Linked DNA regions of Mus musculus: region 1 is linked to region 2. The links are chromatin contacts, called in public Hi-C maps. All regions are on one chromosome and are shown on one strand. Each heading gives the region's core, a stretch centred on a gene start, on an enhancer-like site or on the middle of the called end of the contact. The rest is flanking DNA. Distances are from core to core; before and after follow the strand shown. Region 1 overlaps Dab1 (disabled 1). Region 2 overlaps Dab1 (disabled 1).

Evidence for each region. Hi-C and Micro-C count contacts between places; a contact is called where the count stands out from the background.
Region 1: a Hi-C map of brain shows a contact between it and region 2, with 1.7 times the contacts expected there. The contact joins two enhancer-like sites. A contact is called at or near these places in 3 of 484 Hi-C or Micro-C datasets (the N1E-115 cell line, brain and cerebellum).

Annotation. Positions count from the first base shown.
Region 1 is chr4:104,702,521-104,708,145 of GRCm38.p6, reverse strand. The region is part of intron 12 of Dab1 (disabled 1); the gene reads right to left. Among named protein-coding and RNA genes, the nearest start is that of C8b, 61 kb to the left of the region's middle. Within about 2 kb of position 1,790, at least 15 of the 459 cell types and tissues checked have an H3K27ac peak or open chromatin away from gene starts, as enhancers often do. A contact at or near this core is called in brain and cerebellum, where this site is marked.
Region 2 is chr4:104,448,847-104,454,213 of GRCm38.p6, reverse strand. All of the region lies in intron 4 of Dab1 (disabled 1), which reads right to left. Among named protein-coding and RNA genes, the nearest start is that of C8b, 310 kb to the left of the region's middle. Within about 2 kb of position 1,468, at least 31 of the 459 cell types and tissues checked have an H3K27ac peak or open chromatin away from gene starts, as enhancers often do. A contact at or near this core is called in brain and cerebellum, where this site is marked.

The DNA.
Region 1 (5,625 bases), core at 541-3,040, 250 kb before region 2:
AGAAACTGAGGACATGATAGCTCTATGGTATGGTTAAGGGGAAGGTTTTTATTGTAGAAATGAGGGAAAGAACAGTCAAAAGCATCTGAAAGAGTCCCAAGCAGAGCAAGAGAAGAGAGGAGAGAGAGGAGAGGGGAGGGGGTAGAGGGGGAGGGGGGAGGGGGAGGGGAAAGGAGAGAGAGGGAAGAACTGACTTGATCATGAGAGAAGCAGGAGTACAGCAGAGAGGGAGTGGGGGGAGGAAGAGGGAGAAAGAGGGAGATGGAGAATGAGAGGGAGACAAGGGAGAGAGAGAGAGAGAGAGAGAGAGAGAGAGAGAGAGAGAACAAAGACACGTACCCATGATACTGAGGGAACATGGAAGTCAGCATGCACTTTGGTGTGCTACTAGGCACCACAGATAGAAATTTGTCTGTCTGCCGGTGATAAGGGATTTCCCCTTTGGTAGACGGGACCCTGCTTCACAAGTTCCTAAGGAATTTTAGCTTTTTATCTAACTGCCGGAATTTGGCAAAATGGAGTTTGCTTTTGGGTGTGACAAAGAAAGACTCTAGGTTTCCATGCTTAAATTTTCTCAAACATATCCAGTCTAGAAATATACATGGGGCTAAGGTTCATGGAACCATTTCCAGGCTGCTAATGATTCTGTGGTTAGGCACAAACAGCAGATTTTCAGTGGCAAAGGGAAGGACATCTACAATCCACTAAGCATCTATGGACATGGTCTTGCCCTTCGACCATACAGAGAAACAAGAGAAACCAGAAAATCCACACAGAGCTGTGGGTACGAATGAGACGATGCCCAGCCCAGTGCCCGTGTACACGTGTGCCCAGTGAAAAGGCGTGACATGTTTGAGCACATAGGACTACTTTCCTCCCGCTACCTGTACCACTAAACACATAGCATCTAGCTCAGTCTCCACAGGTGGGTGCAGCTGGATGCAATGAAGACTTTGAGTCATGGTACATTAGGGACTGGATAGTGGTGATGTTGTGACCATAAAAGACAGTGGAGTGATGCAGCTATTTCAGTCGTGATGGCAAGAGAGAGTGGTGATGGGCCTAGGTGGAAATGCTGAGAAAGCTGAGGCTGTGCAGTGGTCGAGGGGTTCTGGGAAGGACTGTGCAGACTTCTGGGACCCATGGCTAATCAGTGACATCATCTAGGAGCCAGGAGATCCCACATCACAGGAGGACTTACCGAGTTTCCTGACCCCTCCTGTGGCCTGTGGCTGGAAAACAGGCTGGGGGGATGCCCCTGCTGCTCTTAAGGACTGTAGACAGAACAAGCGGACTTGGATGGGTCCAAGGAGCTCAGAGGACTAGAAACCAAAGGTGAACGGTCCTCAAAAGCTTGAAATTAATCTTTCTAACTCTTTCTTCCTTTCTCTCTTCTCCTTTTAAAATTCTATTATCCTATGTCCACATTAGCCAAAACTCAAGGAGTTTTCAAAACCTCCTAACAAGATTTGGCATGGCTTCAGGCCCCTGCAAAGGGAGCGAATCAGAGTCACAGGAATGTGAAATTGGCTCCTGTCAGCAGGCTGACAGGCTCTCAGCCCACTTTTCAGGAAGAGGGCAGGACACACAACGGAGTCCATCACTTTCCTTGATGCTGTGTCTTCTTGGGGAGACTACTGCTGAGGTCCAGATGGTCCCCAAATGGTAACAAGAAATATTGGATGAGGTTGAGAGCAAGCCGAGTGGCAGAGGCAGAATCCGAGCAAATCAGAGGCAAGCACACACGGAGAGATGTCACAGCAAAGGAAAAAAATAGCCAGCAGCCTTAGCCTGCTGCTCTGACAGCCGCTCCCTGCAACATGGTTTCCCCTCCTTCTCCACAGGACGGCAGCTTACAGACATGGGAATTCATTTCACTACTTGGTCTTCCCTCTTAGATTTGCTTTTCACAGTATGAATCTGGCGACCTCCAAAATGCCCTGGGTGTCTACTACTAGCCTGGCACCAAGAGGCCCTTGAACTGCCCTCCCCTCCCCCCGCCAAGCCCCTGAGCTAGAGCAAGTGAGGTTAGAGAAAACTGGAGATGACTAACTCCAGCCACTGTAAGGGGAGTGTCACAACAAGGGAACCATATTGAGCATTTTTACAGAGAATGTGCCATTTCCAGTCATGATGCCATTCATAGAACAGAAGCCAGCACCAGCCACTGGGGATAGCCAAAGAAAGCTTTCTGTCATTCTCAGAACAGAATCTGTCCATTTATCCTCTGACTTCTCTGTGGCAACATTAGGGGGATGCTCATCTCCTGAGGTCATGTTGAATATCACCTTCCTGTCTTAGCAATGGTGTTAACCACCGCTGTGTTGAAACACCACAACCAAAAGCAAGCTGGGGACAAATCAGCACAGGAACTCATACAGGGTAGGAAGGCAGGAGATGATGCAGAGGCCATGGAGAGCTGCTGCTTACTGGCTTGCTCCTTGTGGCTTGATCAGCCTACTTTCTTATAGAACCCAGGACCACTAGTCTACAGATGGCACCACCCCCAAGGGGCTGTGCCCTCCCACATCAATCACTAATTAAGAAAATGCCTTACAGGCCTGCCTACAACCCAATCTCATGGAAGCATTTTCTTAACTGGGGCACTCTCCTCTCAGATGATTTTAGCTTGTGTTAAGTTGACATAAAGCCATCCAGCTCATTTCCCAAGCTTGGTTTTTGCTCATCTTCTGGTTTCTACACAGTTGCCAACACATGTCTAGAACCCAAATCTGCAGGTAAACAGGTATGTATGAGTTAGTTCCTGCTGTTATGGTAACTAGAGTTTGAGAAAGACCAACTTAGAAAGGGCAGAGATGGGCATCATGGCACGTGCCTATGACCCTAGCTAGCATTCAAGAGGGTTACAAACGTAATGTCAGCTGAACTACAAACTGAGACATTGTCTCACGAAAACTATCTAGATAAATACAAGGTTCATTTTAACGCACAAGCTTTGAGGTTCCTGTCTATGATTTGTTGGTCCCAAATGGCCCACTGTAGACAAATTGTGTGACAGAGATAAACCACCCCCATCATGGCCAGGATGAAAATGGTAAGTGGAGAGGAGTGTACAGTTCCACAGTTCCCTTTGAGGGAACACTTTCAGTGGTGGGCACCACCACCTCCCAAGAGCACCACTCTGGGGAAACACAGGCCCCTTGGGGACATCGCACATGCCTGCTATAGCATTACCCTCCATTTCATTCACAAGGAAGTGTTGATTCTGTCTAGACCCTATTCTGGTCTGCCTGCCTCTGTCTGTGTATAGCCTTCCTTTGGCCTGAGCTGTGGTCTCCACTCTCACCTCTTATATTCATCACGCACAATCAGTAAGTGAATGAAGATTGAATCCGTTTCTATCACAGTTGATGTAACTCCCAACCCTTCCTCAAACCCAGGGACTGTGCATACAATGGAGTTCACAATTTCTGAACTCCTTCACCATAGTCTCTGTTCTGCCATGTTACAGACTACAATCCTGTCTTCCCTCTCTTCCCCCTCCATCCAACAGTTATTTCCAGTCTCAGGTCTTTTTCTTAGCCATTCTTATTCAGGCACAATCTGTCTCTGGTTGATTTCTTGTCCTAATTAAGATCCTGGCATAGTTGTTACCTTTGGGAGAGACCTCTGTACCACTGTGTTTGTTTACCTGTCTGTTGGTGGTCTTACCATGGAAGGAGACCTGGCTTTAAGAAGGAACGTGGGCTGACTTGTAAGCCTCCTGTCTTTACCACAGTGCCTGACACACAGGAGCCATTCAACAATCTCCGTGGAATAGATGAACGATAAATGCTTGATGGGTAGATGGATAAATTCCTCAAGAATGGTTTCAGGACTCACTCCTGGCTACCCTAAAGGACGGAGGATTGAGCCAGGCTCAGCTGGGCCGGTTCGAGACTCTGCCTCTGCTCTCTCTGCTGCTGGGCTTTGAACAAGTGACTTTATGAGCAAAAAAAAAAAAAAAAAAAAAAAAGAATGGTTTCAGGAGGTGACTTCCAATGCTATACACTTGCACTGTTATAACAAAAAAGGATACTAGCCACTCCTGTAAGCACAGTGGATTTGTCATTCTGAAACCTGGCCTGTTTATTTCCTTTCCTGCTTGTTCTCTGTCCTGGGTTACCTTGGAAGACTGTGTAGCTAGTAGATACAGATGGTATAACTGATCTTACATGGGCATGTTTCCCTACATGTTGCAGCATGTGTTCTGTGAGACCCTTTAAGTAAAAGCAGTAACATATATATGTTAGGTAGGGCCACAGTTAGTTGGCACTGTTATTTCTGGTTTTGTCAAGTACACACACACACACACACACACACACACACACACACACCACTCAAACAAATCACATAAACTATTCAATGTAGACTACAAAGGAACCAATGGGCCAAGCAGTAACAACACAGCCTTGTGCCTTCTTGGCCTGGCAGAAGGCTGGGCAGGACAGTGGTACTTCCAGTTGATACTTAGAATTCCTCTCTGTGCAGCAGACACTATTCTAAGTGCTTTCATGTAGTAACTAATTTAATCATCACAACTGAAGCAGGCATCATTACCTCTCTCATTTTCAGAGGCAGAAATGGAACTGCTATGCAAGATATGCAACTAATATGTCAGTTTCCCAGAGATGCTCAAGGAAGAGGGACAGGACCCCTGGTGAAGGTTCAAAGAACAACATGGAAGCAGCCAAAGGGACAAGTCAGAGAGACTGGATAGTACAGGAAAAGTTGGGAGACACCCCAAACTGTGGGCTGCCAGTGAGCAAGGTGGGAAAGAGGACTAATCCTAGAGCTAAGGACAACAACAATGCTACCTCACAGGAGAGAAAGCGATGGGAAGCTCACAGAAGTATAAGCAGAACTGGATAATGTGTCACAAAAAGTGAGTGTGGGTGTCCATCATAGGAGACCTTCTAGAGACAGACTGTTGCCCACTACTGTTGGCATCTTGGTCTCAGCCTTTTTATGTATAACATGGACAAAATAGTTGCCATGTTAATTAAACTGCATAAACTCATGGAGGATTAGAGTCCCTTGTGGGGACTTTGGAGGTCTCTTAGAAAAACACACATGCTATATCCTATCTATGGAGGCAGGGCAGGAAGTGTTGGTTTGAACACTGCATAGCCCTGCCATGCAGTCTTCAGAACCACACGAAGAGGGAACTGTGGAGTGCTGAGCACAGCACCGACCCGGCAAGGACTCCAGCAAACGCTGGCTTCTTGTTTCCTTTCGGAGCTGCTACAGAAGATGAGCTTCGTGCTTTCTCAGTTGGGCCTGCCTCTGACATATATATATATTCTCCGACCTCAAGATCCTTCATTTAGCTCTTGTTCTTTCTTCTTTGACAAGAGTTTGTTCATTACTCTTCTGTAACCACTAATAACGGCAGTTAGGGGGAAAGAAAGGAGCACAATGGGATGATTTATCCAGAGCAGCGGAATTACTGTATGGCGAGAGAAGGCGCGTCAGCACCGATGGATATTTATGAGGAAGCTGTATATTACGGCTTTGCTCGTTAAGATGCTGTAGTTAAGATTCTGTGAATGTTAATGATCTGTATTAGAGGAATAATGACGGATTCACAGCGGCGGCGGCAGCAGTTAACAGATACCCCACGCA
Region 2 (5,367 bases), core at 219-2,718:
AAATGCATACCTTCAGGCACTGTTTCAAGACTCCAGGGTCGACATTGCTCTTACACAGTTTCCATGAAGATAAGGCATTTAAAGAACCTTATACTGAGGCTATAAGCTTACCTTATGAGAGTAGGAAGACAGCCTAGAGGATAAGAACACATGTTCTGCAAGCACAAGGACCTGACTGGAAGACCCTTGTACCCATATAAAAAAAGCTGGGGGCATGAGACAGGCAGATTTCAAGGGCTCTTTACCCAATCAACTTAGGCAAAATAGTGAGCACCAGTGAGGGGACGGCCCTGCATCAAGAGAACAAGGACACAGCAATGGAAGAAGGCTCCCTATACCCTGCAATGGCTTCTACACACGCACGTGTGCGTGCACACACCACACACACACACACACCACACACACACACACACACACACACACACACACACACACACACACCACACACACACACAGAGGAACATGTGAATCAACATAGGACTGTGAATGCACCAAACAGTTTATGATACTACATGCTACATATTCCGTATTACACAGTACACATTACACACACACACCAAAAACAAAGAAAGAAGCAAACAAATAAAAGCCCTATCTTCCAATATGCAGTAGCAGCTTCCCCCTTCCTCCTCGAAAATAGGAGTCAGAGTTTACAGTCTCCTGCCTCCACAATCACTACCTTGGGAGTCTCAGCAAGTCAATGGCCACTGTCTACATCAAAGGCTCCTAGGTACTTATGAGCATGCTCTGCATGAAATCTCACTTAATCTCAAAACCCTTTAAGGAATTGTTTCCATCTCTACCTTATACAAAAGGAAACAATTTATAGGAACTCACTAAACTTCTCACAATGCCATATTCCGCATTCACAAAAATAAGCCCCAACTCCGTTCCTCTCATCCAATGGCCAAGGATGTTCAAGTCTCCCTCTGATACCTGACCACTGTTCTCAGCTCCCTGAACTTCCTATTCATCTCCTTCAGTGCCTTTTACACCTACCTGGCTTGCCTACGGGACACCTTGAATGCAGTAAACGAATATATATGAAATCCATCGTGGAATCTGCAATGGATAAGATTGTCAAAAGCAGACACAACTGGTGGACAAATTGCCCTGGAGTCAGAAAACCTAGGGTTCAAACTCTCACCCTGAATCCTTTTCATCTACACAAATGGAGTGACAGCCCCCATCCCAGCATGGCTTTCCTGGGTGAAAGGTGACAAGGGAGACAAACTTGCCTGACTAAGTACCCGGCAGTGTGTCTGCAAAGAGCACATAGTAGACACATTTACTACTATTATCAACAACACAATTCTATTCATCTATCAAATGCAGGAATCTTTCCACAATACCCACAACAGATGGCTATCCAGGCTCTGCTAGAACATTTCCAAAGATAGAGAGCTCGCTCGCTCTCCCCATCTCCCCAGGCAGCCGGTTCTATTATTGGACAGCTCTCTCTGGCACGAAGTCTTTCCTACATCAGCCAAAGCCTGCCTCCCTGAATCCCACTGGCCTCTGAGCTGTCCTGTGGCGAAGCACAGCACAGCTCCAGTCTTTCCACACATTGGTCACCATTCTGAGGGAAAAAAAAAAGCAATTATGTATGTCCTCGCTACATCCTCTCTTTTTTCAGTCATTCACACTAACACATTCCACCTCCCATGGTGTGATTTCTATATTACCCATGATGCTCACTAAGTCCTCAATGTGCAGTACCTACAGGGGACACGGCAGTCCAGTACCTGATCTAAATGAACACTGTACTTTCATTAATGCATTTGATAATCGTACTGTGATAGAGTAGCCATACAAATGTCACAGCTGTGTAGCCTAGGGCTCAGAGGGAGGGGGACCTGTAAGTGTCTCTCGTATTAAGGGAGATCAAGCTATGTCTTCTCCTTGCCTAACTTATCTCTGTGCAAACCACCTGATTTATTCCATCAGCTTTTACCTCACTCAACTAACAACTTTCTGAATCATTTTTCTGCCATTTCTATGACTCTGCTCTTCAAACTATTGATTGTGATTTTCCATAAATGTGTTCCAATTTCATCATCAAAATCGGCGTTAAAGCAACTGCAGCGACTCATTGCCATTCACGTTCAAGAATGATTATGCAGAGAGGTTTTATTAAAGTCGCAGGATAAAAAAAAGTACATAAATGTTTAAGTGGGGACATAAGTGAAAATGACAATAGAGCAAGATGAGTGTGAGGGGCATAGTGGCACTTCAGCCAGCTGCCAGGAGGCCCTCTCAACCAGGCTCCCTCAGGATTGCTTTGAAAGGGCCCCCAACCAGTAGAATTAGCACCTCTATGAGGGGCAACCCAAGGGGTTATAAAGATCCTCCAGTGATTCCAAAGCCAAATTAGTTAGTCCAGTGCTTCCCAACTTATTTTCTGCCTCTCTGTATGCATCTGTGGTCTGGGTCTGTGTCTGTCTCTGTCTGTCTCTGCAGGTGTGTACGTGTGTCTAGGTGTCTCTTGTGTCTCTGTGTCTCTTTTCCTCCTCCCCTCGCCCCTCCCTGCTTGGGCTTTTAACCCTCACATTCTGTTCTGATCCTGCTGAGATTGTTTGTGTCTACCCCATTTCCCAGGTGACACTGGATCACAGGCTGAATAGCCAAGGCCTAAGAAATAGGACCAGATTCCCCCTAAGTTTCTCTCTGAAGCCTTGACTTCTTATAGATAACTGACTCTTTGCCCCACTTCACGGAAATAAGTAGAAAGATAAATACAATGCTTTCTGGCCTATGATGAGATACTCAGAGAGGCTTACACATGGATGCAGGGAAGAAAGGCTTCACAGGTTAGGATTATCTGAGTCATGGACAGATATGGGAGACAAGTGCATAGCCTGAGCATCCAGAAATGATGGGGGTGGGGACAAAATAAAACCAGTACTTTCTGGAAGGCATTCTCCTTCTCTGTAGATACCACTACACAGCTAAAGTAGAGTCCCTATGCAGCAGAAAGCCTCCCTCTCTGTGTTGACTAGCATTGTGGCTGGCGTTTCATATACGTAAGCCACATCTCCAGGGCCCAGAATTCAGCCTCTCCCAGAGCAGGATCAAATTCAACCATGAATTTAAACCTTAAGACTTAGCAGGGTATAGACCACCACAGATCTGGCTGTATGCTGCTAGGATCGTTAAGAACTACATTTTTAAAGCATCAATTTCTTTTCCATTCCATGGCTTTTTTGAAGCACGAGTTGGTTTAAGGTGTATACGTTATTAATCAAGATTCTGAAAAAGGTTGTAAACCAGTGCAGTTGGGGAGAGAAATGTGACTGGGGGTAATCAGAAACAAGGACCATCTGGAGAGCCATGTCACGCAGTGCAGACACACAGAGCTGATGGCTGTTTATATTTGTAAAAGCATGGCGTGTTTCTGCAATATCAGAGCGATGCAGCCCCTCCAGTCCTCGTGATTGGCAGGGAGGGGGAAGTTATGTGTGTGTGGAGCGGATGGAACAGCGGAAGAGGCGGACAGAAAAAACTCAGCCTAATTCAATCAGACATTACAATCAGACCTGGTTAATGTGAAACAATTAATACAATCCATTTTTATGCAGATTAGAACATTTCAAATTAACAGGTCAATAGCATTCATATGCTGTGAATGTGGGCTCCACCCGAGCCAGGTGAACCGTTAAGTGAACCAATCTAAACTTTATTACAGAGGACCCCTCAGACTCTTCAGAATTCACAATCCACTCAATTTGGAGTTAATCGCTCACATTTTTCTCTCATCTACAGATATCCTCATTTAAGACAGACCTGCTAGGCTTCCTCTTATGACAAAAGACAAGGGGGTGGGGGAGGGCATGAATCATTCATTAGCAATGAAGGTATCATTTTATCTGTTTATTTTCTAATTACGTGAAATCAGATAAAGAAGTGGAAGCAGTCGATAAAACCAAGAGACGCCCCCTCCTGCATTGTATGGGATCAAAAGTAGGTAATAGTAATGTGGGTCTTGGGATCTATAAAGAAACATTCAATTAATGGTCTGTATTGGAGAAGGGGACAAAGAGGAAGAAAGAGGATGCATTGAAAAGCCGAAGTCTCTCTGCCTCCCTGTCCCATGGTAAGCCACCTCCAAGGCCATATCTGTCTTCCTGCTCTGCCTCTCTCCCCTACTCAAGTCCCTCCCAAGGGCAGCCCTTCCCTTCCTGTGCTCACTAACCTCTGGTCATCCTTCAGAGCCAACACTTCACACTCAGCAATCCTCACTGTCAGCCACCTTCTAGGAGCTGGTTCTCGGAGTCCAGTCACCCACCTGCCTCTAGGTCCAGCCTGTACAAGCCTGGTGGCAGAAGGCAGGCAGGCAAGAGGAAAAACCTGTGTTCCCCTTTCTGAGTTCCATACAACTCATCTCTGATTCTCAGACCATGGTCCAGGCTGCCATGGGAAGGTCTGGCTGCTCTGTGAGTCTAAGGATGGGGAGGAGAAATCCTTACAAGGACCAACACCTAGTCCTGCACCTTAGAGCTTGGCTTCTGTTTCTGAGCTTTCTTTTTTCTACTTATTAAAGAAGCTACCTTTCTCCTCAAGATTTGGTGTGAGGACCAAGTGAACGACATCTTGACTGAGGATAGACCTCATGTGTCTTGGCATTCCCAGATTGTATCACGGATGTGCTACCTTGGGCAACTCCGACCTATGATGCCCATGCACTGCATTCACGATTTCCTGGTGATGCATTGCTGTGAACCCATCTCCATCCCTAGGAATGTGGCTGCAAGTCACACTTCTGAGGACTAGGAAGTCCAAAAACAAAGTACCAACAGTTAGGGGCCCTGCCTCCCAAGGATCCTTTCCATGGATGAAGATGGCCACCTTCCTTGTGTCTTCACATGATGGAGAATAAGAGCTCTCTTCCTGTCCTGATGAAGGCACTAAGCCTGTCATGGGACTCCATTTGAGACAGCTTGGAGGATGACCCTAAAGAAACAGCTGACATTATCTTCCAGGTGTTTTCTGTGCACTAAAAGCAGTGGCCAGGTGCCCTTCTAGAGTGTTGGGCATCTTTCCAAAACGGTGAACACCTGCTGCAGCTGGTCCCTCAGCAGACCTCCTCTAAGACTTGCAAGCAGTTAGCTCCTGCCATGGCCGATGATAGAAAAGCAGTTGAAAAGGTCTCAACAAGTGGTACCATGTGTCCGAACATTCCTCCTATGTCCAGGCTGCAGAGAGGATGCTCGAATACTGAAACAAACCCTGGCATGCGCAGGAACATCACCAACATGAGAAGGGAAGACTTCACGTGGGAGCACCTCAGTGGCTCAAATGCTGCCTCTTGGAGAGGAGTGGGTGGCCAGATCATCCCCTTTGCCAAAGTTAATTTTCCACTGAGGCAGA